Linked DNA regions of Mus musculus: all the other regions are linked to region 3. Evidence: chromatin contacts called from public Hi-C data. All regions are on one chromosome and are shown on one strand. Each heading gives the region's core, a stretch centred on a gene start, on an enhancer-like site or on the middle of the called end of the contact. The rest is flanking DNA. Distances are from core to core; before and after follow the strand shown.

What was found. Hi-C and Micro-C count contacts between places; a contact is called where the count stands out from the background.
Region 1: a contact with region 3 is called in a Hi-C map of the N1E-115 cell line, with 2.6 times the contacts expected there. The contact joins two enhancer-like sites. A contact is called at or near these places in 49 of 484 Hi-C or Micro-C datasets (the AML12 cell line, the Ba/F3 cell line, the C2C12 cell line and 28 more), 2 of 115 datasets of contacts at active chromatin or transcription factors (T-cell acute lymphoblastic leukemia and oligodendrocyte precursor cells) and 1 of 9 other capture datasets (embryonic stem cells).
Region 2: a contact with region 3 is called in a Hi-C map of neural progenitor cells, with 3 times the contacts expected there. The contact joins the promoter of Lingo1 here to the enhancer-like site in region 3. A contact is called at or near these places in 2 of 39 promoter capture datasets (both in embryonic stem cells), 2 of 15 datasets of contacts at CTCF or cohesin (both in embryonic stem cells), 41 of 484 Hi-C or Micro-C datasets (B cells, the HL-1 cell line, the MNK3 cell line and 22 more), 16 of 115 datasets of contacts at active chromatin or transcription factors (T-cell acute lymphoblastic leukemia, VIP interneurons, craniofacial prominence and 10 more) and 1 of 9 other capture datasets (embryonic stem cells).

Annotation. Positions count from the first base shown.
Region 1 is chr9:56,732,887-56,737,574 of GRCm38.p6, reverse strand. It overlaps a transcript of Lingo1 not described here. Among named protein-coding and RNA genes, the nearest start is that of Gm31586, 62 kb to the left of the region's middle. Within about 2 kb of position 1,859, at least 4 of the 459 cell types and tissues checked have an H3K27ac peak or open chromatin away from gene starts, as enhancers often do. A contact at or near this core is called in the N1E-115 cell line, where this site is marked.
Region 2 is chr9:56,633,320-56,638,025 of GRCm38.p6, reverse strand. Lingo1 (leucine rich repeat and Ig domain containing 1) reads left to right here and starts at 2,378. Exons shown (of 2, transcript NM_001311076.1): 1 at 2,378-2,951. The coding sequence starts at 2,946.
Region 3 is chr9:56,878,181-56,882,960 of GRCm38.p6, reverse strand. All of the region lies in intron 1 of Cspg4 (chondroitin sulfate proteoglycan 4), which reads right to left. Among named protein-coding and RNA genes, the nearest start is that of Cspg4, 15 kb to the right of the region's middle. Within about 2 kb of position 2,005, at least 56 of the 459 cell types and tissues checked have an H3K27ac peak or open chromatin away from gene starts, as enhancers often do. A contact at or near this core is called in the MNK3 cell line, the N1E-115 cell line, T-cell acute lymphoblastic leukemia and 4 more, where this site is marked.

The sequences.
Region 1 (4,688 bases), core at 610-3,109, 150 kb after region 3:
TTGCCAGCCTCCTGAGTCGCTTTGCTGGACACCATGGGGCTGTGTTTGCCTTTGGATAATGAAATAATGTCCTCAGTGAGGAAGGGCTGGGGCTCCTGCTATTAGCTCAGCCACCTCCTTTAGGACAAAAGTCTTCATACTGGGCTTCTGGAGATGGCAGAGAGGTGGGAAGTCAGCAGGGTGGGCAGCCTGCTGTGGGAGTAACAGGAGAAAGATGGAAGCTGAGACAGCCAGGGCCAGTGATTTCCCAGGGACACATAGATCTGTGCTCTATCTTCTGATCTCCTCCCTGCAGGCTTTGTGACCCTGGCCAGGGAATAGCTGACCTCTCTGGATGACATGACAGAGCTGGGTACTCTGCACACTCAGAGTGTGCTGGTAGTTTGATGGTTACTTCTGAAGACCAGACCTTTACCTTGGCATTGTCTTGTGTGCATTGCCATCTGACTATATTCCCCCAACCCCTAGGAAGGTGATTTTCTTCCCTCACCTCTGCCAGGGCCTAGGATGCTGTGTGGCAGGTTAGATGGAATGGCTGTATTCAAATAATAATACATTGGAAGTGACCCTTCCCAGGTTTGGGGCTTGACCTTCCTGCAGCCCATGGGGAGAGTCTGAAGATCACGCTAAGTCATCAGAGCACAAGAAGCTGATGGAGAAGCCGAGGTGCCGGCGACTCGAAATCCTCCCTATCCAACTTCAAGGCTTTTTGTTGCCCTTACAGGGTGTCCCCACCATCACGGGCCTTGTCTCTTTTCCCTGTGTGTGATTTTACAGCACTCCATGTCCTCTCACATTCGATGCTACCCTGCAGGGGTCCTAACTGGTGATGGTGAAGGAGGCCACTGATCTTGAGCTTCGTATCCGTGCAAAGTTCCATTCAAGTGCTAACTCCATAACGCCAACTAGACAAGGGAAGGCTCTCCAGGGTCACTCAGAGACATAGTATATCATGCAGAGAGTGTATCCAGTTTAGGACAGGTCAATCTAGCATCCCTGATGACATGCCCACTCTAGTCCCTTCCCTAAACATAGAGCAAGAAGGGACATGGTCAGGCCAGATACTCACAGGCCTTAAGACTCCACCCCAGCATGTACCTTCTGGGATTTCCCTGACCTGTCTGGCCTCCTTCCACTTGGCTCTTGAATGGAAGTGACCCTTCCCAGGTTTGGGGCTTGACCTTCCTGCAGCCCCAAACTTCTTGAATGGTCCCATATCTGATTCTCTGCTTTCTATAGAGTGGGATTCTTAAGGGAAGAGAAGGGGAATCCTGCAAGCCAAAGTATTCCTATCATTTACCAAACCTTGGCATGTAGTAGATGCTCAACTAGTACTGGCTTAATGGAGGGATGAGCGGCATTGTGGGGATTAAATAATATTAAGCACTTGGCCCTCAACCAAGTATTTATCGAGTGACAAAACATCTTTGGGCAGAATAAAAGGGGTGATGGGTGTCAAGTGTCTAGCTCAGCACATGGGAATTAGCTGTAGCAGTAATTTCTGGCATTCGTTCTTCTGGGAAGGCTTGCAGGGGAGGGGGGGGAGGATCAGAAGAGGGCCAGGGAGGGGAGAGACAAAGGAAGCTCAGAGTTCCAAGGAAGAGGTAACAGTGGGAGGAGGCTGGGTATCATCCGGGGGCCTCGACACCCGCTCTGTGTAGAGCTGGGGACGCAAGCTCATGTGTGCGTGCACACGTGTGGGCGGGTGTGTGTGTGTGTAAAACAAATAACTGGAAAATGAATTTAATTATAAGGCACTTTTAATAGCTATTTATATTTAATCCTGCTAATTCTGTGTCTTGTGTAGCCAAACTGTAATTCTATTCTTCTTACTCATTTGCTAGTGTGAGTGGGAGAGATAGGGAGAGGGAGGCAGCCCCAGAGGAAGGCAGCCCCACCCTGGGATCAGACTGAGTCGGCAAGGTTATTCCAGAAGGCATCTGGGGCACTGGGCTCTCTCTCTCTCTCTCTCTCTCTCTCTCTCTCTCTCTCTCTCTCTCTCTCTCTCTCTCTCTCTCTCTCTCTCTCTCTCTCTCCTTTCTCTCCTCTTCACTCCTCTCTCTCTCCAGGGCAGTTCTGGTTGTGTCTCCCAGCAGTGGAGAAGATGGGGAGGGCAGCAAAGGAAAACACACAGCATCAAAGTCGAGCATATTGGTTCAGATCCAATGTAGGCATGTGCCTGGACCAATGGGGCTCATTCTCTCTGTAGAGTGGACATGTTTCCATCCTCACCTGGGCTGTTGGGAAGACTGCATGGAAATAGTGGTCCTGCTCCAAGAGGAGACTCTGTAGAAATACTTATTCCTAAATCATGTTACTCTTATCCATTCTGAAGCTGGCTATCTTGTGGGCTTCCACAGCCCTGAGGCTCCCAGCCAGCCAAAGTTCATTAGTCAAGAGAAGATGACTGTCTACCAAGATGGCCAATCTAATAAATGACCAGGAGTCTGCTCCATTTTTCAGTAGTCTGGGCTATTAGATGGTCAATGGCAGGTCCTCAGAGCGGTTCAGAAGCAGCCTTTTCAGGCAACAGTAGAGGTTCACTCAGCACTGTAGGACTAGGGAAAGAAGCATGCTCCTAAGAGGGGACCATAGGCCTGGCCCACATAGGTCCTTCCTAAATGTATCTTGGGGGAAATAAGATCAGGTGTCAGAGTCCTCTGTTTCAGGCCCTACTGGGCTGCTGAGACCCTGGGCCAGCTGTCAACCCAGCCTGAGTCTCTCCAGATTCTCAAATGGAGCGTGAGGCTAGGTGTGGGAGATTGCTCAGAGAATCAGGAACAGGTTCCAGTGAGGTGTAACAGGACAGGGCTGTTGCTTCTGGGTGCTCTCCGGAGCCACATTGCAACAAAGGCTTCAGAGCAGCCTGGTTGGGGCCAGTAGCTGAGACTGGGCTTAGACTCCTTCCCAGGAGTGGGCTGGGTGGGAGCCAAGAAGCTTCCTGGAGTAGCACTGAGTAGCTCTTCTCTAGCTTCTGCTTGTGCTTCCTGGCTCCTGCTCCCCGTACAGATCTTCCCCCTGGTGGCGAACACTTCCTGTTTCCAGGTTTTCCTGAGGGTTTCAGGACTTCAGTAGGTTGGTCATACCCACAGGCAGACGGACTCACGCCGGCTCCTCTGCCACAGGGATACTGTAAAGTGGATTTCTCTCTCATGTAACAGAGGGGGAAACTGAGTCTCAGAGAGGCTCGGGACATGAATTTGGGTTATCACCTGACTCTAAAGACAGTTTCTTTGCTCGTTGGGAAATTCTGGCAGCCTATGGAAGAAGTGTGGGAGGTGTGGCTTGCTCGGAGGGTGATGTTGTGTGAAGAACATGACCTCCTTAGGAAGATCTCCCAGAGCCTGTACTCAGGAGGATTTTACACCTTGGGGAACAGAAAAACCCACCCAAGGTCTTGCAGTCCCCCCATAGGTGTGGCTACTGGCCCATGTCACTTCTCTGGGCAGCACCAGACCCACTGTCTAGAGTCACACCAGAGGAAGGAGCACCTGAGCTAAAATCTGTCTCTGCCTCTCACTGGCTTTAGCCTTTGGCTAGACACTTGCCCCTGGAGTCTGACAGTGACTGCAGTGTCACTTTCTCCCTCTGCTGATGTATGGTGGTGGCAATAACTGAGGGCACATTTCTCTCTGGGATAGCCACACTTTGTTGAGAGACTTTAATGCCTCTGAACTCTGAGTGAAACTATGTTTCCTTTTAATGGTGACATTTTAGGCATGGTGACAGTGCGTGGAGTCCCTGGGAGGGTTGCCGGGGAAGTTCTGGATTGACATTTGGTAGATCTTCAGGTTTTGGCCTTCTCCACTCTCTCCTTCAGACCCCCCCCCCAGTCTGCTCATGGCAGGTCATTGTCACCTTAATTTGATTGAGGGATCTGTTCTGAGGACTGGGAGCTGGCCAGCATTCCATGCAAGCAAGGCCAGACACCGAGCCCTACTTCTGAAGCAGGACAGAGCATTGGGCAAGGCAGAAGAGGGATCAGCTCAGGTGGGGAAACCTGGAAGTGAGTCTCAGGCCATGCCAAGCCCTGGTGCCTGCTGATGCTTGGCTGTTAAGGTATGGATAGAACAGGACACATGGGTTGTACTGGCCTGGTGAGGGAGCAAGGGAACATGGGGGTCTGGGGTTGGTGCTGAGGAAGATCAGACCTGGGCCAGGAGATAGGACAGTCAGGGTTTCTTCTTGGAGTGTCAGGAAGTTTGGGCAAGGGAAGGTTTAGAGCAGCGGTTCTCAACCTCCCTGATGCTGCCACCCTTTAATACAGCCCCTCATGTTGTGGTGACCCCGACTATGGACGTATGTCATTGCTACTTCATCACTGTAATTTTGTTATTATCATGAATCATCATGTAACTATCCGTGCTTTCCAATGGCTTTATGTGACCCCTGTGAAAGGGTCATTTGACCCCCAAAGGGGTTGCAACCCACAGGTTGAGAACCACTTGTTTAGAGTGCTCTGAGGGCAGGATCACGAGGCTGAGGCTGGTGCCTGGCTTCGGCGTCTGCTTCCCAGGGTGTCTTTGGGTAAATCTGCACCCCCTCTGGCTTCAGTTTTACCACCTATGCGATGGGGGCTTTGGTCCGTACCAGCCAATCACTGGGCCCCTTCAGCACCTGCCATGCCTGAGTCTATGAAGACCTGGAGAAGGGGATAAGCCTGGGGTGCACCCTGGGGCCTGAGACAT
Region 2 (4,706 bases), core at 1,129-3,628, 250 kb after region 3:
TGGAGAATCTGAGAGGGGTCATTTCTTCAGGATACATAGAGAAAGAACAATTGCTGGACTACCACACAATGGAGGAGTAAGGCTTCAAGGTAGCAGTGATGTCTCCTCCATCGTCCCAGGACACCGAGAGAAGATGGGTAGATGGGCACCGCAAGATCCCAGCCTAGCACACCAGCTTCCTCATCTAGCAGCTGGAGACTGAGGGTGGGGGCGATGGACTCTCCCCCATTTCCCCGACCAGATCACTGAGGCAGGGAGCAGGTGAGTCGGGGGCGGAGATCTGCGGTGGCCGCGCCTTGCCTGCGTCAGTCGCCGCACCAGGAATAGCCCCCGCCCCCGCCCCCGCCCCCGCCCCGCATCGGGTCTGGCAGAGCCTTTACGCAGGAGCTAGGGAGCGTCTATTCCTGTCGGGCTGTGGGAGGAGGCGGCGAGGGAGGGCGGGAGCTCACCAGTAACTCACAAACAGCCGGGGTGGGGGAGCTGGGGAGACTGGGAAGGGGGTGCAAGGATCACGGAATCGGGGGACCCAAGAGCCGCCTGCGCTAGGCTCTGGAAGGGAGGAGACTCGTGTGGCCGCCCCACCTCCCCTCCTACCAGTAAGTCCCTCTGCCAAGCCTGCCTCCCACTGGTTTACTCAGCCCTGGAAAGCCATTCAAATTCCCTTTCCACGGTTTACAAGCTGTGTGACCGTGGCCAAGTCACGTAACCTTTCCGAGCCTGGGGTTCCTGCTCTTTATTTTCAGGGGAGTAGTAGTGCCTCTTCCTGAGGTTGTTGGAAGAAGAATGTAAGATGCAAGGAGCATCACTGACACCTGCAGGGAAAGGGCTCTAGGTAGGCCTGAGATATGGACATAGACAGAAGGCAGGAATGTCCCAAGCAGTGGTGTGCCAGTGAGGCTGAGAGGTATCCAAGATCGGTTTCGCTGGAACAGGTTTGTGCAACTCTTTGGACTATGTGTGTAAGGCTGGTCTGTGGAAATCAAGACAGTGCTGGGGGTGGGAACTTGAAGCTGGCCTCTCCAAGCCAGCCAGGTATCTCCGAAATGTCAGTCTGGTTCCTTGGAAGGAGAACGAGGTACTGGGAACGGGATCCTTGCCCACCCCAGAAAGACAGGCCTTGCGCTGGTCTCTTCCTGCCCTGCTCAGCTTCCTTCTTTGCCTGCCTACAAACTATCGGGAGTGCTGAGGTGCTAATGGGGAGAAGGGAACTCTGCCTTGTGGTGTCTTCATTGATGGTTATTCTAATCAATCTGGCATGGTTTTAAGGGGCATCTGGCTTCAAGCAGATGGAAAGAGGTGCAGTAGATAGATGAGGTCCCAACGGGTTGCCTGCCTACACCGCAGCCCTTGCCAGGCCACCCTGCCAGGCTAGTCTCTGATCTGTGGCCCAAGAAGAGTTTGGGTCTCTATGTAAAGGTCTTGTTCTGTGGAGCCATCTGAAGATGTGGTACCCACCAAACTCAGTATTTATTTTAGGGAGTTAGATGGTAAATAGCTAAGCCCAGACCGAGGATCTATACTGCCCTCTGCTGGTCACTTGGTAGAGTGCCACCGTCCGGAGCCTGGCAGATAGGCCTGCTGCCCTCTGCTGGACAGGAAACCCGACGGGGAGGGGACTGGGATGCTAAAGCAGATTCTAGACCTGGCCTCCCGGTAGACCCACTTAGCCAGCTCGGCTTCCACATCCCCTTCCTGTGCTTCCCGGCGGCCGGCCTCACCCTAAGATCCCTAGGAAGCAATGGTGGTGGTGGTGTGGTGTGGTGTGGTGTATGTGTGTGTGTGTGTGTGTGTGTGTGGTGGGGGGTGTCCTGGACATTTCGAGAGGAGGGGTCAAGACCTGACCCTCCTCAAGCTGTCCTCTAAACAACCGTGATCAGGTTGGGGGGTGTGGGGGCTGTCTGTCCACGTGCGTGTGTCGGTCCACACGGCAGTGTGCAGTGACCCCAGTTAACACGTGTGAACACACGCGCTCACATGCACACGCATGTGGCCAGAGACAATCAAACGCGAATGGGTGCACGCACTCTGGGAAGACCGCGGGCTGGGCTGGCTTAAGACTTGCTGGAGCCTGGGACCCAGAGGGGCGCTGCGTGGTGCAGGGCGGGAGCGCGGGGGCGCCGGCCCGGGAGCGTTCTTCGTCTGCGCCCCGCTGCCACTCTCGCTGCGCCCTGGGCGCTGGGCAGCTGCTGGGGCGCTCCTCCATCTTCGTCCGGTTCTCTGAAAGAAGGACCCCCACCCAGGTTTTGCGGCCGCGCCTTCTCTCTCCTCCCCCGCCCGGCTCCAGAGCTCGCTCACTAGCTCCCTCCCTCCCTCCCTCTGTCCCTCCTCCCTCCCTGGCTCGCTGCTCGCTCCTCTCGCTCCCTCCCCACGCCGCGGCAGAGCGCGGAGCCCGAGCGGGAGCCGGCGCGGGAGCCGGAGCGGGCGGCAGCTCAGGAGGCGGCCGGACCTGGACCCGTCCCGGTCCCGGAGCGCGCGGAGTCCCCACCCGCGCCGCTCGGGCCCCTCTCCCGACGCGGGGCTCAGAGCAGCATGCGCGGCAGCTGCCCACCGGTCCCAGCCCTGGCCCCGGCCCCGCTGCAGAGAACGCCCGGCCTCGACCCCGGCCCCAGCGGTAGAGGCGGTGGCGGCCGCTCCCGGCCGGCCCAAGGGACAGAGCCAGGCTCCGGGAGCCCGCAACACTCGTCCTGAGAGCCCCGGCTCCTCAGCCCGCTACGGCCAGGGCCTCGGCCTCCGCCCCCGACTCCCGAGCTCCTGCCCTAGAGTCGACTGGGCTCCCGCCCGCGTGGGACAGACAGACGGACAGCCAGCCCTGCGAGGGCGCGCGGACCGGGCGGAGGTGTTGTAGGAGGAGACCGAGGAGGGGGGCTGGGCTGGGGCTGGGGCCGCGCCGGCAAGAGAGACATGCGATTGGTGACCAAGCCGAGCGGACGGACAGCGCGCCCGAGATGCAGGTGAGCCCCTCCGTCTTGGCCGAGCCCGAGTCGGCAGCCCTGCGGCGAGCTGGGAGCTGGAAGCTGCTGTCGGCCCAGGCTTCACCCTCATGGGGCTATGTAGGGCACCTTGTACCGCCCAGACCCCCTTTGGGGTCGCAGGCCTGACCCTCAAGTTTCAAATGATTTTCCCATTTCCGTTCCGCTGGTCCTAACAGATCCCTGGTTGGCAAGCTGGGACCCGTGGTCAAGGAGAGATCCCTACCATTCCTTTCCATTCCTGCCCTGGTGCCCCCTAAATCATCCTCCCATTCTGGGCAGTGGTCACCCAAGAGGATATGTTCTCTCAGCTCTGGGTGAGTCCCTTTCGGTGGACCAGAGACCACTCCCCAGCCCTGGCTAATACCCTTAAGCTTGAGGACACAGCTAGCAAACAGTTTCTCCCCAGGCTCTAGGATTGCCCCTCTCTCCACAGGAACCTTGTCAGCCTCTTTCTGGCTCCTTTCTCGCTCCGCCTGGATGAAAGGGAGGTGGAGGGCGGAAGAAAAGGGAGGGGGGAGTCCAGTTGAGGAAGACCCAGGAACCTTCGGGGCTCCCCTTTGTCTTCGTTCAGCCGGGCTTCTCACCTCCTCCTGCCCCACTTTTCATTCCTAGGGAAATGGGTGGGAAGTGGGAGCCTGCTGAGAAGGGGGGAGGTGAGGAAGGAGCCTCCTGTGTGTGTCCCCCCAAACGCACCCTATTCGGGTGGGTTTTGGGCTTCCTGCCCTCTAAGACACCCAGATGTTTCTTTCTGGGCGGGTCCCACTTTGAGAAGGGGAGGGGCCAGGCAGGTAGGCAGTCCCCTGGGTCTCTTATTGCTGGGGTCCCTGACCAGCCCCTGACCAGCTCTTGTTGTGGCGGCACCTCCCCTTTGTTCTCAAATGCCCTGTGGTGGGTGGTGTGGCGACTGGGGCACATGGAAGATGGGAACAGCTATGCCCTGGTGGGTGGGAGTGCAAGAGGCCTGCGGTGGGGGCAAGACCATCTGGGCCAGCCCCTTTCTGCCAGCCCAGCCTTTCCTCAGTCTTTGGCTGGGCTTGGACAGCCAGAGGGCGCCCAGCTCTCCTGGTTCCGGGCTCTGGGCTCAGCCCTGATGGCCATTATGCCAACGACTTTAGCACAGGCATCGGTGCCAGGGGAGTTCGAGGGCACCAAGCCGGCAGAGAGCCTGGGGTTTCCCTGACCTCACAGACTACTAGTGAGGGGCGGGGGATGTTCCACTGCTCCTGGCCTTTTGTCCTTGTGTGGGCCAAGAGGGGTGCAGAGTCCTCAGCCACTGGAAGGATGTTGGCACCTGGTTTGCTGGGAGGCGAGACAGGGGTGGGGGGTGATAGAAAGGAGAAGCAAAGAGAGCATCAGAGCCACACTGAAGGTGCCAGGGAAAAGGCACGTGGTCTCAGAAGGCCCGAGGGCAACACCCAATTGCCTCAGTCAAAGAAGGGCAGGACCCCCACACCTGGTACAGCTCTTGGCTCTGTACCCCTTCCCCATCCCTAGCTGAAGTGTGTATGAGATGGCCTTGGGTAGGGCTCCATCAAGACCCTGATGCTCCCTAGACCTGGAGCAAGTGAGGGTTAGGAAGCAGCTTTTACCAGATGGGTGTGTGCCTCACGCTGAGTTTTGATGCTTTGTGAGTGGAGGGATCCTGCAAGACTGAGAAGAATGTAGAGAGCTGTCTATCTGTCACGATCCTCTTTGATCCTCGGGTGTCATCTTTCTTTTCCATCTGTCTCTAAA
Region 3 (4,780 bases), core at 756-3,255:
CACATCCGGCCTCTCTGTTTCCAAACATGCCTAAGGAGCCAGGGAAGACAGCAGCAGAGATCCCCTTCCCTAACCCAAGCCAGGGATGTCTCCAAATACAAGGCTGGGGACGCACTACAGGCCTGCGAGGGTCTCCTCAGGCATCAGGACAGATACGGTCTACCCAGGGTTGGTGAGCACTGTGCAGGCCACTTTGGACCACAGTGGGAACCTCCTCCTTCAGGCAGTTCCCTAATATTAGCTTTCTTCAGTCTCCAGCAGTTTCTCCACCATTTCTGACCCATTCTTGTGGTGGTTAGAACCTCGACTGCATGCAGATATCCAGTGTTGGGGAAAGATGGCAGGAGAAAAGGAGACTCATCCCAGTCAGGCCTCTTTGAAATTGCAGAGGACAGTCAGGCTGATGGCTCTGACAAAGATGTTCTGGCATCAGTCACACTAGTGCTGGGCCCCGGCCAGCCCAAGCCAGCTGACATGACAGAGCAGCATCAGCCACTGCAGGGGTCTGCACCTTTTCTGTCCCAGGAGAGATGGCCAAGAAAGATAATGCTGTTCTCAGGGCTGAGCTGAAATCCTCCCTAGTGACTCCTGAGTTAAAAGGATGTCATGAGCACAAAGCCACTTGCCCAGGGCTCTGTGGGCCCAGCACATCTTGTGTCGTGGAACCTCAGACCGGGACACTGCTCAGCAAGCAGTAGGAGCTTGTAGGGGGTGCCGTGTCTGCTTGAGCAAAATGCAGGAGGCCAAACCACGGGCAGCCACGGAACAGAGGGTGGGGCACACGACCCCCACAGGATGGAGCCACCACCCTGGTGGGCTGGAGTGGCTTGGAGCAGCTGGCAAGAGCCGAACAGGGATTTTGTGGGCCAGGTGATACTGCCCACTCTGAGAATATTTATATCCCGCAAAGAGGTAAACATTTCAACCCGGGGCTGGGCTGCTCACCACCCACAAGGAAGAGGGCACAGTCCCTTTAGTGGGAGTGATCCCACCCACACCCCCTTGCCCAGAAGGTATGCTAAGTGTTAGGCAGGGCTCTGGGTCAGGCACTAAGGTGCACGGCTGGCCCTAACCACTGAACCACCTGCCTCTTGCTCCCTTCCCACAGGAGAGAGCAGCAGCCTGTTTGACTAAGTGGGAGGGTGGCAGGAAGCAGAGGTACTTTCCAGAGAGCTGGGGTCTGAATGAGCCCTTTGAGGGACTGGGCCCTGCTGTTTCCTGTGTGGAGAGGCACTCACACTGGCTGCCTTGTGTTGTTGGAGTGTGCAGGCCAGGCAGCCCCCTTGTCAGAACAGAGGCCTCTGAAGCCAAGCTGGCTGGGGCTTTGGAAACTCTGACAGTACCCCCACCTCACCTCCATACTTGTGCTCCACTCACCCTTCTGACAGGATGCATTCAGAATTGCTGTCATTAGGTAGGGGGCAGTTGGAGAGGACCTTCAAATATAAAGAGGGTGCAGGATGAAGAAATAACAAGCCAGAAGTCAATCCCGGAGGACATCCTGGAGGAGGTGAGGGCGGCATAAAGCATCACAGAGGAAGAGGAATAAATGATCTCAGGGAGAAGGATCGGTGGAAGGTCGGCTAGCAATGGAGGTTTCTGTTCCCATGCCCCTTACTAGTTCTAGACAACTTACAGGCAGAGGGTTAGTGGTGTAGGCTGTGAAGGGGGGGGTTGTGGTGGTAGTGTGTATAGGCCAAGCCCTCTGTGTGGGAGGGGCCCCAGGCTCTGGGAGATGGCTGGAGCTGTGGAAAGGCTGCTTGCTTGCTTGCTGCCTGTGTGGGCTTTTTTTTTTTTTTTTGGTGGAGGAAGGTCACAGGTGAGTGTCCAGGGCTACGCAGATGTGTGTGCTTGAGTGTGTGGGTGGCTGCTCGGGGGGTTCTTTGGGGTTTGTGTAAAGCTATGTGTTTGTGTATACGCGTGAGGGCCCAGATCTGCTAGGACAGAGGCGCGATTGTGCCCAGCCCCTCCTGCCTCCCTTGCCTGCCTGCGTTACTTGGCTAGGCCTGGCTCCCTCAAAGAGGCCATGTGTTCCTGGAGGGCTCCTGCCCCTCCCGGGCCAGAGTTCTGCTGAAGGTGGGGAAGTCCTCGTGGCTTCCCACCCTTCCTCTTATGAACAGGGAGCTGCTGTCTGGACCCCAGGGTGGGGTGACTCCATGCTTTTCCTGAGACCCGGGGTTAGGAGAGAGAAAGAGCCAGTGTCCTGCTGGGCTGGTCTCTTTCACAGATGGTCAAGCGAAGCTTTGGTCAATCTAGCTAGCCATCCCTCTGCAGGCTCTGGAGTGTGCTGGTACCTCCTGGATCTCTGGGGTGACACTCTTGGGGAGTGTGTCAGTGGGGCTCCAGTCCCTGCATTAGGCTGCAGTCTCTAGTTCCCCATTTAGTTATGTTGAGGTAGGGTCTTACATATAGCCGTGTAGCCTGCATCTTCTTGGTAGGATTCTATACGCATTAGCCTCTTTCTGCTGGGCTGGGAGTGAGGTTTCCAGTTTTGAGGCTTTCTCTAGTCCTGGGGGCCTGCTGCAGACCTAGTTCCTCGAAGTCCTCTGAACTCTGTGCAAGCCAACTGTCTTTCTTTCTATCTGTCCTACTTCTCAACACCACAGCTCTGACACCCAGCTCTGCCCACTGCCCCACATCTAGCCACTAATTCTCCCTTGCATCCCCCCTCCCCGCAGCTTTCTCTTTGGCTTCCCCTGCACCAATCTAACTGGAAGTACAACTCCCTGCCCTAGGATGTACTAGAGAGCCAGGCCTCTGGCCACCCCTGTCCTGGTGCCCTACCCCTGGGGAGCGCGTTCCACAATATCAAAGTTCTCTATAGCCCAGGCCATATAGGGGCTATAAGGGAAGAAGCTCTCTGACTTGGTCTCAGAAAGGTAAGCTTCAGGTCTCAGCTCAGCCACTGTCTAAACCCTACCCCAGTCCCACCCACAGCACCCTGTTCCCTGGCAGTGAACCCTATGAGCTCTGTGCTACCCCTCATAGCCTAGGGCAGTCGGGCGGGCTCCCACAGCTGGCTTGCGTCATGGGCAGAGGCAGCATTCCTGCTTGTCTGCCGTAGCCTGACTTTATAAGGGAGAAAATGGGAGCCCAGGGCTGTTGGGCAGGATGGGCAGGAGTGCCTGCTGCCCAGCTGAGTGCAGGGTGGGGGTGGGAGGCCTGGGTATGTGAGCATGGGGGTGACGACGCCTAGTGCTGCTGCAAGAGAGGTGGGCAAGAGAGACAGGGGGCAATCTTCTCTGATCACTCATCCATCCATCCATCCATCCATCCATCCATCCATCCATCCATCCACTCGGGCACACACAAGCATATATGCATATGTTCCCTAATGCAGCAACCAGGATGGAAAAGAAGAACCAGCCTGGGAGAAAGATGTTGAGAACGAGACATAGTGACCCCTCTTCACAAGGACTGAACTCAAGAGACACAGACTAGTTAGAAAAGGAGACAAGGAACCCCGGGGAGACAGAGAAGGCAGGACCCACTGCTGTGGGCTGGAATCAGGGGTGTCCAGAGAGTGGGAGGAAGAGGACCCTGCCTTGAGGAAGCTGGATTTTTCTACTGTAGCCTGTGGGGTCTGGCATCAGGGTGATATATCCTGGTTCCAGGTCTGAGAAGGCAGGGTGAGGCTGAAGTTTTCAAGGGAGTCTGAGGGATGCTGGGCTAGATTCTTGGGAGGGCTGAGGCAGGATTGAAGGGCTTTCTGTCTACATTCATTGGTGTGAGGGCCCACCTGAATACAGCCTTTGTAAAACTGATGGGCCAAGTGCCCTGCCTGAGCCGCTGCTATATTCTCTCTGAGGTCACCCAGCCCTCAGGCCAGCTCGCCTTCCCTCGCACCTCCTAGGACTCCCTCTCTTTTCTCCACCATAGTTCTGCCTTCAAGCCAGGGAAACCTGAGGGAGGTTTCCCTAGGGATGGGCAGAGGCTGGGCACTGACTTTTCCTGCTCTGGGCTGATGGAGCAAAGTGACAAGCTGACCAAAGCAGCCTGTGGAGTCTCCACAGACCCAAGTAGCCAGTGTGTATGTGTGTGTGCTTGTGTGTGTGTGTGTGTGTGTGCATACGTGTTCGAGAGTGCGCATGTGCTTGTATGCACGAGCTTGTGTGTGCATGCATGTATATGTTCATGTGTGTGTGTGTACATGTTTGTCTATGTGTTTGTGTGTTGTACACATGTGTATGCATGAACTCCTGTGCACGTTCATATGTGTGTGTGCACAAGCTCATGTGTGCATGCATGTGTATGTGCATATGTGTGTGTTCGTGTGTGTATGCATGAGCTCATACACAAGTGCATGTGCATGTGTATGTGCGCATGCATGTACGTGCTCATGCATGAATTGGGGAGGGATCAGCATATCTGGATAGGATGTGTAGTCGGGTATGGGGTAAGTGAGGATGCTGGATCCTGGGTACAAAGACTGATAGAACTGTGCGTTCAGGATCCCAGTTGGCCAGGATTGAAGGATAATCTACCAGATCTGCCCCCTCCTAAGAACACTTGGCAAGAGCAAATCTGCCTGGTGGGCCTAGCTGGGCGGCTATCTCCTCCTAAATCTCCTCCCCACATACTCTCCATCAGCACATCCCACCCCACGGAAAGGCCAGGCCATCATCTTGAAGCAGGCTCTCATCTTCCCTCACCTCTGCTACTCTGAAGGTGAAGTAGGACAGATTCAGGTCAGACCACAGGGACAATGGCCTTCATAGGCATGGCACTGAGTTATGGCCAAGTCTGCAGCTCTCACTGTTCAGAGCTGCCCAATGGTGGA